Linked DNA regions of Cricetulus griseus: all the other regions are linked to region 2. Evidence: chromatin contacts called from public Hi-C data. All regions are on one chromosome and are shown on one strand. Each heading gives the region's core, a stretch centred on a gene start, on an enhancer-like site or on the middle of the called end of the contact. The rest is flanking DNA. Distances are from core to core; before and after follow the strand shown. Region 1 overlaps Ext1 (exostosin glycosyltransferase 1). Region 2 holds the start of Ext1 (exostosin glycosyltransferase 1). Region 3 overlaps Ext1 (exostosin glycosyltransferase 1).

What was found. Hi-C and Micro-C count contacts between places; a contact is called where the count stands out from the background.
Region 1: a Hi-C map of liver shows a contact between it and region 2, with 3 times the contacts expected there. The contact joins the enhancer-like site here to the promoter of Ext1 in region 2. A contact is called at or near these places in 3 of 8 Hi-C or Micro-C datasets (the CHO-K1 cell line, fibroblasts and liver).
Region 3: a Hi-C map of the CHK-Q cell line shows a contact between it and region 2, with 4 times the contacts expected there. The contact joins the enhancer-like site here to the promoter of Ext1 in region 2. A contact is called at or near these places in 3 of 8 Hi-C or Micro-C datasets (the CHK-Q cell line, the CHO-K1 cell line and fibroblasts).

What each region holds. Positions count from the first base shown.
Region 1 is chr10:2,110,044-2,114,070 of CriGri-PICRH-1.0, forward strand. The region is part of intron 1 of Ext1 (exostosin glycosyltransferase 1); the gene reads left to right. Among named protein-coding and RNA genes, the nearest start is that of Ext1, 200 kb to the left of the region's middle. Within about 2 kb of position 2,723, at least 2 of the 6 cell types and tissues checked have open chromatin away from gene starts, as enhancers often do. A contact at or near this core is called in fibroblasts, where this site is marked.
Region 2 is chr10:1,906,306-1,910,185 of CriGri-PICRH-1.0, forward strand. Ext1 (exostosin glycosyltransferase 1) reads left to right here and starts at 2,578. Exons shown (of 11, transcript NM_001246767.1): 1 at 2,578-3,880. The coding sequence starts at 3,294.
Region 3 is chr10:2,132,242-2,135,782 of CriGri-PICRH-1.0, forward strand. All of the region lies in intron 1 of Ext1 (exostosin glycosyltransferase 1), which reads left to right. Among named protein-coding and RNA genes, the nearest start is that of Trnae-cuc, 210 kb to the right of the region's middle. Within about 2 kb of position 1,415, at least 1 of the 6 cell types and tissues checked has open chromatin away from gene starts, as enhancers often do.

The DNA of each region.
Region 1 (4,027 bases), core at 1,473-3,972, 200 kb after region 2:
CCACCCTCTCCAAGTCTCCAAACGCCTCTCGTAAGTGAGCTGAGAGGGTCTGAAGTTCCCAGGTGTGCAGGTCAAAGCAGTTTGCACCTTTCTGCTATGAGATTTTTAAAGTTTTCTCACAGCTAATGACTTCTGTAACTGGCCTTTCTCTATCCTACCACCAGCCAACTCCCAAATAATGACATGGAGACTTCTTATTAATTATGAAAGCTTGGCCTATAGCTTAGGCTTCTTCCTAACTTGCTCTCATAATTTAAATCAAACCATAATTTTATTAATCTATGTTCCATCAAATTGTGTTACCTATCTTCCGTCTTGTGCCTCCTTTTTCACAGCAAACTCCATACGGAGGTTCTTCGATGCTCATCATCCTTCTGTGAAGTAGATTGATACTGTCAAGAGCAGACATGTCTCACTGTCATGCCTTATGTTATTAAAACATCTTAAATGCCGCATTCTGTGTGTCTGTGACGTGTTGGGAGACCAACTATTTAAAATATATCTGTTTAGCCTTGAAAACATACCAAATTTGACTACAAGTTTGATTCCTATAGATAACTAACTAGTAACCTACATTTCTATTCTAAACCATTTGTAATAATAGCCTTTAAGAACTTGAACTTTACATTTTAAAGTGAGCTGCCGGCGTCATACAAGTCAGATTTTTCCATGTACATGCAAGTCTACAGTTCACCTGCTGATGCTATTAGTGTAGCCTGCACTACAGCTGGTCTGAGGTCCCCTACACAGACTCTTCCCACTCCAGCCACCTGCCTGGCTCCCTGTCTTCATAAACCCTTTCCAGATGGCCAGTGCTAGCAGGTCGACATGGCAAAGGACCGCTCTGATTACCATTTGCTGGCTGTGATAATAGTGAAGGGTCTCCAAAGGCAAGAAACGAGTACCAGTAGACGATATTCTTAGAGCAGAGGCCGAGTGGGCCCGGGGATTAATCGTTGCTAGTGTGCATGGCGGATGAATGAATGTTCTGTAACTGTGGTCATCTGATGGGCTTTTATTGCTGTTTTTGCTGGCTGTGCCTTTAGCAGAAGAAGGCTGAGTACTCTCTGCTGAAGAGTGATTTCTGAAATCACTTGGAAATGGTTGTAATCTTAGGAGTGGCGGCACGGAGGTCAAAGGAAGGTTCACAGAGGCTGCAGAAATTGGCCTGGAGACAGTGCTGAACACAGGGATCCTTAGATGTAGATTCCCCCCCCCCCGCCCGCCCCCACTCCCCCTTAAATGCTACATATCAAGGACTCCTTGAAAAGGTTCCAGTACTTAGAAAACTTCATGTCACCCCTTCTTGACCTTTGCTTATTGGTGACAGAGGAGAATACTACCCCGAGGGCGGGGTTAACCAGATTAGGTTACTTCTATGTCCAGTGACTATTGTCTTAGTGTTTCTGTTGCCATAATTCAACACCATGACCACAAGCAACTTGGGGAAGAAAGGGTTTATTTCAGCTTGCAAGGCTCAGCACATGGCCCATTGCTGAGGGAAATCAAGGCAAAAACTCAGTTGGGGTGGGAACCTAGCAGTAGGAGCTGATGCAGAGGCCATGGAGGAGTGCTGCCTGGCCTCACGGCCCCCTTATTTCTTCTCCCCCGGCTTTCTTTTACCCTCCGGGACCACATACGGGGCTCAGGAATGCACCATGCACAGTGAGGTAGACCTTTCCTCATGTCAGTCAAGAGACGTACTGCAGCCTTGCCCAGAAGCAAGTCTGCCAGAGCCACACCCTCAACTCTCAGATTTCCGTGCTCCAGATGATTCCAGTCTGTGGCACGTTGACATAAAACTAGCGGATGCCAAGATCTGCAGTACTCTGTCTTAATTCTGCTCTTTTGTGCTTTTCTTCATCCTTGGCATCCTATGGGCCTGGACTCTTAGACAACAAACTGTCTGCCCCAAATGTAAGGTATCAGTTGCGTTAGACATAGAGAACCTAAAGCCATGATTGGCACTAAGGGGCTGATTGAGTGGCCTGCCTGGAAAAAAATTAATTGACTTCTTGAGACACATCTCAGGTTCAGTGCCAGGATTGGTTCCTATTCTTCCCTGGGACCCAGTCAACCTACCTACCTACTTGACTTTTAAACTAAACTACACAACAGCAAACTTACCTCACCTTGAGTTCTCTCATTACCACTTTGAGCCTAACACCATACTGTTGCATGGTAGAAAATTTTCACTTGGCTTTTTAGTAGTATTTCTCATCGGAATAAGGTTTGTGAACACTTACTTCCATTGTCCTGACATCTCTGGGAGGAGAGCGTGCATGTTTTGCTGTGTGCAGCTTGGGAAGAGCCGTGGGTGTGGGTTTTGGTGTTTCCGTTTGGCTTTTCAGAGTATCTCCAACCACGAAGTCACTGCCAGCCTTCAGAGGCCGGAAGACACATTGGCCAACTGACATTTTCTTTTTCTGTTTCAAGATAAACAATGACCTGGGTTTTAGAGACTGCCTGGTTTAGGTGTGTTTGGAGTTCCTCAGTAGTGTCTTTGTAACAGTGTGGGTTGGTTAGCCATTGCTACCAATCATTGCTTTGCAACGGGCTGCAGTTCTGAAACCACAGGGGTATTTTGAACCCTGAGACTCCAGTTGCCTAACTTCTGTGTCGCTATGACAAAATCAACACCCATGATCATTTCTGCGAGGCTGTGAGGCAATAGCTTTGAAATGAGTGGTAAATACCGCCTGGCTCTGCTTTCAAAACCGAGAGTCATTCATGAGTTCATTCATTCGCCCACTTTATAGGGAGCCTCAGTAGGAAGCAGGCAGTGCTCCAGAGTGGCAGACAGAGCAATGAACTGGATCCTGAGTCACAGGCTTCTTCTCTGGAGTGCCAGATAACGTTTTACACCCTGTAGGTTTTACTGTACCTAATGTAGCTATGGCACTCAGCTGGGGTTTGCACAAAAGCACATAGAACAGCAATAAAGCGAAGGTTGCTGAATTCCAATGAAAGCCGTTTTAGAAAAGCAGGTAACACATGGAGCATGGGTTACCACCCCTGCATCAGATCACTGCCTGCTCGGGCTGAGTGTAGGTCCTCATCATCTGCACCGAATTCTCAGCAGGTAGTTATGTTTATTATGAGAATGTGTGCTCCTAAACATGCCACCTCGTTGCAAGCAAGAATCATTCAGTGCTGTTGAAAGTGTAGCTGCCTGGAATAAAAGAATCCGCAAAGGACACCGGGAAGACAGCTGGCTAGGTGCAGTGCTTGCCTTGCAAGCATGAAGGCCTGATCTCCAGAACCCACATAGAACAAAACTGACTATGATGTGTATTCCTACAATACCAGAGTTAAAGTAAAGACAGACAGATCTCTGGGACTGGCTGGCTAGCAAGCCTGGCCCACTTGGTAAGTTCCAGTCGCATGAGAGACCTTATCTCAAAAACAAGGTAGATGGGCTCCTGAGGAATGACACCCAAAGTTGACTTCTGCCCTCCACATGCTTGTACACACACAAACACAGGCATTCCTCCCCATCTGTACATAAACCCCACATGCATGTACACACACAAACACAGGCATTCCTCCTCATCTGTGCACAAACCCCACATGCATGTACACACACAAACACAGGCATTCCTCCCCATCTGTACACAAACTCCACATGCATGTACACACACAAACACAGACATTCCTCCCCATCTATACACAAACTATCCTGCACCATGTGGAATCCTAAAATGGTTAAGATGTTAGCAAAATCAACAGAAAGTCAGTTGTGTCAAAAGCATGCATATTCTGTTATATTTAAAACTTGCAACTGATTCATTGCTTACTAATTGTGGGTTGCATTTTCCAGATTTCCACCATTCACAAGAAAACTCGTGTAGCTTTAGCCCCTGATGAACTGACCATTCCTTTAAAGCCATGAAGGCCATATGAAAACCTGTCACTAAGTAGAACACTCTGTCCCTTCACCTACAAGCTCCATCAATAATTTAAAGGAACAACTTATTCATGAATTCTGTCACTTCAGCTTATTAGTCATGGCTCTCTGCCTTTGGCG
Region 2 (3,880 bases), core at 1,328-3,827:
TTCCTTCTAGATTAACAGCAAGAAAAAGGAAAATATATCAAGGCTGGAGAGATGGTTCAGCAGTTAAGACCATTTGTTGCTTTTATAGAAGACTTGTGTTCACTTTCCAGTACCCACATGATGGCTCACAGTCATCAGCAACGCCGTTTCCGGGAGATCTGACCTCTTCTGACTCCCATGAGCATTAGGCTTGTGTGTGGCACACATCCACCCATGCAGGCAACGCATCCATACACATCAATAAATATTAAAAGAAGATATCAGTAGGTGAGGAGACTTGGTGGAAAATTCAGAGTGTGGGTGCTGCACTGATGAAGCAATTGTAGGGGTTACTGTAGACCGTGCCTGGGTTTTTGGAGTCTAGACTATAGCTAATGACATCCATTATAGAGACATCTGATGTAGAGAAATGTATACATTACAAAATGAGATTGGCTGATTAAAAAAAAAAAAGCATTATTCCAGGCCCATCAATGAGAAGCTGAGGGTAACAGGAGGTCCATACACAGGCTTAAGGCACTAGTCCACAGCAGAAACACGGACTGAACCCATTTCCCCTCATTTTCCCTCACATTACACAAACCACTATGTGAATGTAATTGACAATGTGCTGTGGGATGAGGGAATTCACCATAGTTAGGCAAGAAAAGCAAGACATTCTGCAAATGCAGAGAAAGTCCCACCTTCTACGGATTGGAGGTGTTTGGTACCCAGCTCTCAGCAGAAAGAACTCTACCTTGAAGACTGTTCTTAGCAGTCCCGCAGAGAGCTGGGGTCACATGTGACTCCAATAACTGCCTTTACCTGCACGGTTCTCATCCTATTTGGAAGATGACTGAACCCTTGTTTCTGGCCTCTCTAAATCATGTGGTAGGGACAAAATAAACTTTGAAAAGCTGCCTCATTTTTGGTAAGTCCAACACGGGCAGAAGCTTCAGGAATGTCCCGTCATAGCCCACCCACAACCCTTCCCTGCTCTATTCAAAAAAATCTGAAACAACAATGTTCGAAAACTTTCCACTCTGCCCTATTACAACTGTACCCTGGGTACACAGCCGGCTGGGGTTTTCAATAGCCCGAGGGAGGCCTGGATGTGTCTGCTCCCAGCTCAGACACTCCCACAATAAACAATCACTAAACAGCTCTGCTGCCCTAGGCAACTGCTTGTCCAGCTTGGTCAGGCTCCCAGGCTAGGGTGGGAAGGGTGCTCAGGCTCTGAGGCCAAGTGATGCTCAGGAGTTTAGCACACCTTTGGGGGCACTGGCGCTTCCTTTAGAAGACCGGTTTATCAGAATCATCCAAATAAGTTCACCCCGGATGACAGGCTTGGGGAAGGGTCGTCAATGGAAGCAAGGTCAACCGAAGCCAGGGACAATCATGGCACATTTATTGTAAATAATAATAATTATTATTTTTTTTGCTTCAAAGGTCCCCTTCTATAGCTAGGGCAGGTGACATCTTAAAAACACCACCCCAAGAATAACAGCCCAAATGGGGGCAAAGTGAAATGGTCTCTCTTCAGCCATTAGGTCCCTCCGGGCCAGTGAAGAGAACAGGTGGAAGGGAGGGACTCAGGACCGAAGTGGGGACAGAGCAGAAAGAAAGGCTCAGGAGGTGTCTTCTCAAGCTCCCAAGCACGGGTGGAGAAGTGCAACGATTCCACCGGACTGTGACAATTCCTCTTTCTGGTCGAGGATGGGTGTCTCCGCCGGGAAGACCCAAGAACGGGTGGGTTAGACACAGGGGAATCAGGAAGATCGTGTCAATGTACAAAATACAAACCAAAACAAACCAACACTGGGCCTCAGCGGGTGTCAACGCGGGAGAGAAACCTCCCGGCCCGGCGCTCGCTTTCCACCAAGTCCCCACCCCCTTCCTCCTGGCTTCTCCATTTTCAGGCATCCTCCACCAGGTCCTCTCAGCCTCCGGGCGGGGGAGGCGTCCCCGGCTCGTGGGGACCCCGGGCATCCCGAGCCGCAGGCTGCCCGGGCGTGTCCCCATCCCTGCGCCCTCGCCTTGGGGGGTGGGATGGGGGTGGATGGTGTGGACCAGCCTGGTCCAGATGGCAGCCGGCGATGGGCGACGCCCGGGAGATCGGCTCGCCCCGGCGCCCGCCCGCCCGCTCGCCCGGAGGCTCCAGGGGGTCCCGCGGCCGCGCGCCGGCGCCTCTGCCGGCTCGCCGCCGCCGGGGGGTTATGAATGGGCGCAGCGGAAGCCCCGCCCCACCCGGACGTGACGCCCGGCCAATGGCAGCGCGGGCTGCGTGGATGGATGAGGTCAGCGCTGTCGTGTCGGGAATGGAATGTGTAAGTGTAACATTCAGAACCGGGTAACATTCGGCGACCGAACGCGGCGGTCGGCAGCGCTAGCGCGGGGGCCCTGCGAAGCCACGCTCCGGGCCGGCACTGCCCGCGGGGAGGACGCACCGCTGCCGCCGCTGCCGCTGCCGCCACCACCGCCGCCGCCGCCTCCTCCGCCGATCGGCGCAGCCTCGTGCAGTGCAGCCGGCCGGGCCGCCGCGCGCCCGGGGAGCCGGCCCCGCGGCGGGCGAGCGAGCGAGCGGGGGGCGGGCGAGCCGGCGAGCGCAGGAGTAAACAGCGGCGGAGTGAGTGTGCGAGCCGCTGCAGAAGGGAAAAAAGAAAGAGCCATGCAGGGATTCGTGAGGTTACGGCGCCCCAGCTGCAAGATGCACTAGCCGGCTGAAGCCGGGGCGGGCTGACTTGTTGGAACCGCGGTGCTCGGCCACCGGAGCGTGTGCAGGAGGAGTTGAAGAGTTGCTCTCTCCCCCCCGGGCTCGTTCTCCTGACGCCGCCGAGAGAGGAATCGGAGCGGCGAGGCAAGCCAGGCACTCGGTCATTGCCATTGATTGGGTATCGGGAGCTTTTGGCTGGTTTTTTTTTTTTCTTTCTTTCTTTCTTTCTTCTTCTTCTCTCCTTCGCCGCTCGCTTTCTTTCCCTCCGTCTTGTTGCATGCAAGCAAGCAAGCAAGCAAGCAAGCAAATCGCCGGCCGCTGCTCGCTCGCCCGCCCGCCCTGGCTGCGAGACCTCCCGCCCGGCTCCCTCCCGTGCATTGTGCAGCCCGAAGATGAAAGACCGGAGGGGAGAAAGTTAAAGAAATCGCCCACATGCGCTGGATCAGTCCACGGCTTGGGGAAAGGCATCCAGAGAAGGTGGGAGCGGAGAGTTTGGAGTCTTTACAGGCGGGAAGATGGCGGACTGGAGCTCAAAGTGTTGATTGGGAAACTTGGGTGATTCTTGTGTTTATTTCCAATCCTCTTGACCCAGGCAGGACACATGCAGGCCAAAAAACGCTATTTCATCCTGCTCTCTGCTGGCTCTTGTCTCGCCCTTTTGTTTTATTTCGGAGGCGTGCAGTTTAGGGCATCGAGGAGCCACAGCCGGAGAGAGGAGCACAGTGGTCGGAATGGCTTGCACCAGCCCAGTCCGGATCATTTCTGGCCCCGCTTCGCGGACGCTCTGCACCCCTTCTTTCCTTGGGATCAGTTGGAAAACGAGGATTCCGGCGTGCACGTTTCCCCCCGGCAGAAGCGAGACGCCAACTCCAGCGTCTACAAAGGCAAGAAGTGCCGCATGGAGTCTTGCTTCGACTTCGCCCTTTGCAAGAAAAACGGCTTCAAAGTCTACGTGTACCCGCAGCAGAAAGGGGAGAAAATCGCCGAAAGTTACCAAAACATTCTAGCGGCCATCGAGGGCTCCAGGTTCTACACCTCGGACCCCAGCCAGGCGTGCCTCTTTGTCCTGAGTCTGGATACTTTAGACAGAGACCAGTTATCACCTCAGTATGTGCACAATTTGAGATCCAAAGTGCAGAGTCTCCACTTATGGAACAATGGTAGGAATCATTTAATTTTTAATTTATA
Region 3 (3,541 bases), core at 165-2,664, 220 kb after region 2:
GCAGAAGGATGAGTTCAAATTCAGGCTGGGATATATAACACGACACATGGTTATGTTCTTGCGTCAAGGGAAGATGGTGTGGGTATGGACCACGGCCCACCTGGTAGTGGTTTGATAGGGCCAAGTGGACATAAAGTGCTTACAGAGGACAGGGTGTGTCATAGATGGTCAAGAGATGCTCGCTGTCATTAGTAGCATCCTTTTGACTATTTGCAGCAGCTTCGATGGGAATTCCATGCCAGCCTTTATGGTTGCTTCCCCTTCAGGCTATGGCAGAAACCACATTTTCCATCTATCCTGTCTGCCTACGTGCCTTTGGCCCCAACTGTTTCCTACAAGGACCCAAACACAGTGTGCAAAGAATGGCACTCATCATCCTGCATTTCACCTTTCAATATCTTCACAAGGGGTACCGAGACAACCTTTAACTGTCCGATAATCCATATTGTGTAGTAGCTGGGGCGTGGGCATGCTGTGTACACAGGCAGGAGATAAATTAAATAGTGCTGACAGTGTGTGTGAGAGAGTGTGCCCAGCCTGCCGCCCAGATTTCTTAGATCATTTAAGCACATTTCGTGTAATGGAATGCGTTATGACTTCAGCAGCTTCTGAATAAAAGTTGGAGGAGGGAAAAAAAAAAAAAAACAATCTGAAACATGGCACCAGCCAGGCTCCCCCAGGGAGTTATTTAAGGCAGCCCGGGCACTTGTGTGGAAATTGGGCTTGGTCAAAGAACAGCCACTGTTCTTTTAGAATGCCAGCCCCTCCCCCTGGGGAGGGGAGCTATCCCCCTTTTATTTTTAGATTTGAGATGAAAACGTGAGTCTGGATTTATTGTTGAGCTGTCTTCCTTTCTCTGCTCACTTGGAGCTCGTCTTTTCATCTCCGTTCTGGTCTCCCCGTGGTACCTTGGGCAGGTGGTTCAACCTCTTCTGACATCTCTGATTTTTATCTAAGATGTTTAGACTAAATAACTTTGGCGGTGCCTTCCAGCTGGTTAAACTTTTTGATTTCATGATTCCCCTTCTTGGTTGTTACAGGAAGTACAAATGCCATGCCTCAATAGGAAACTCTTAATTGATCACGTTGAAAATTTACAGCTTCCGTGTCTGGCTTTCTTAGTGTGAGCTCAGCTGTTTCATTCATGTACATTTTCTTTCTCCTTTTTCTTATCTCCCGCCTTCCTCTCTTGCTTTTCATCTGTCCTTTCCACTCTCCGTGTTAACCTCCTTTCTTTCTTTTTTCCTTTTCCTCCCTCCCCCCTTTTTTTTTCTGTAGGGTAAGGGCAGTTTAGGTTTTATTTCTACATTTCTATAGGCCTTGCTGGATGTGTGGCTATTTGATCTCAGTGGAAACTACCCATGCCTGGACATACACCAACATTCTTGCTGTTGGCAGGTTTTGGAAGCCTGCAGCCAGGGTCCTAAGGCCATCTGAGTCACTGTTAATGAACCAGACTGCCTGAAATGCTCCAGTGGTTGCCTTTTGGCACTTGGCAGGCAAATCTTTTTCATGTTAGTTTCAAGGTTGTCAGATATCATTATCCCCAAGTATTAAAATTTTCAAAAGAAAGGAGGCAGTGTGTTTGATTTATAGAATAATTATCTAGCTTCAGCTCTAACTTGGCTTTGGCAATGGTTTTGCAAGCACTCGAAAATTAAATCCATTTTTTATGGCACTACAAGGTATTATCTCACGGCAAATGATAATTAAACACCTGTGAAATCAATTAGCCCTTTAAGCAGGGGGAAAAAAAGTTTTCCAATTATGTTTTCACACCTCCAAAACTTTTATAATTCCAAACCCAACACTTGTGGAGAGGGGTATGGTTGATTGGCGGCTGCTGGGCTAGCTTTCCATAAAGATCATCCCAAAATTTTCCTTAGAATTAATCCTGTGACAATTTGTGGTAGAGGCATACATAGGAAGAAGACAAAATCACTTTTGTAGTCAACTCTCCATAGTTGTGTGTGTGGCACACAGCCTCACCTTCTCTACCACGGAAGTTACTCACTTTGTATTTTGATGCCAAGTTTTATGTGTCGATTTATTTAAAAACCAAGATGCCTCAATGGAAACTGTTCTACATTACAGAAGTGCTAGGTCTTGAAGGGTCCCATAGCTAAGTGTTCTAAACCATCTTCAATTCAGATTCACAGACCAATTGGCTAATAGCTGACATTTAATACAGTGGAAACCAGGGATGGAAGCCAGCCATTTAGCTTTACAGTAGCCTGTGCTTCATCACCATTGGGCTTGGAAGAAACTCACTTTTCCAGAGGCTTTTGGGAAATGATCGATCCTTCCTAAGCTTTCTGCTTGTGACTCAGAGCAAAAGCTGCTCCAAGAAGTTTGGCCTTATCCTTTCTGGTACCCACAGGTACTTCAATTTGTTCAGTGTTTTCTGATTCTGTCCTGCTAGTTCCTCAGGACACCTTGTTAGGTAGGCAAGATCAGAATGACTCTCAGTTTTATAAACAAGAATAGACTCGAGTCAGTATGGCTTACTTATGATGAGTCAGGGACCAGGTCCAGAGCCAGAACTTTGTTGTGAATATTAGTTCCTGCAGGCTTTATAGCATCACTCTACATAAACATGTTAAAGGATGCTCCTAAAATATTGATAAGTGGTTCCTGAAGACATTTTTAATGGCTCCTCCTTTTAAATCAGATGGCATTCAGAGAAGTTGACAAATCTTAACATTAACTAGAGAAATAAGGCTAGCATTTCATAGCACAGTGGTGAAATGGGACTTTCAAGATCTCTTTGGAAACACATGTGACTTTTTTCTTGTGAACACCAACAGCAGTTGGACGCTTTACAGCCTCGTAAGCATTACAGACCCTGAAGAATGAGATGAGGGTAGAATGCTCTGACATTTGTTCAATGTAAGACATCATAAAAGATTATTCTAGGCCAGACATATACTCAGGGCTGGGGTACTAGTAGTGAACAAGAAAAGGTGTGTTCTAGCTGTTATACAGTATATGTTATGTTTGGGCCGGAAAGAATATGTGCTTCAATTCAAGCAGCCTCCAATGTCAGGACAGAGTCAAACCAAGCAGTGGGAAAGCCTGCACACAGGTCAGCCTAGGAGCCTCTCTCTGAGGAGTAGGCACCCTGATGGGCATCTTGGCAGGTATCTGGAAGAATGGTTCAGTCTAAGGGCACAGCAAGTATAAGAAAGAAAGAAAGTATGCTGTGCTGAGAAACTAAGAACTGTGACTGTAGATGGTAAGCAGGAAAGGGGGATATTGAAGCTGCAGGGAGAAGCTAGTTTTCACAGGTCCCCATAGTCAAGGGGGGTATAAATATTGTTCTAAGCAGCTGCTGGAGCCATTGGGATCATTTTACCCAGAGCCTGACATTTAAGAGGGATCTTTAGTCATTTGATAGAAAGCAGATTTTAAGGGGATAAGAATAAGCTTGGTCTGTTTTAAAGCCAGCAGGAACTTGAATGTGCTTCTGTTGCTGAGCTCATTCTCCATGGGAAGGAGAAATAGCATTGGAGAAGCACGGGAGCAAAGGATGGGAACGCTC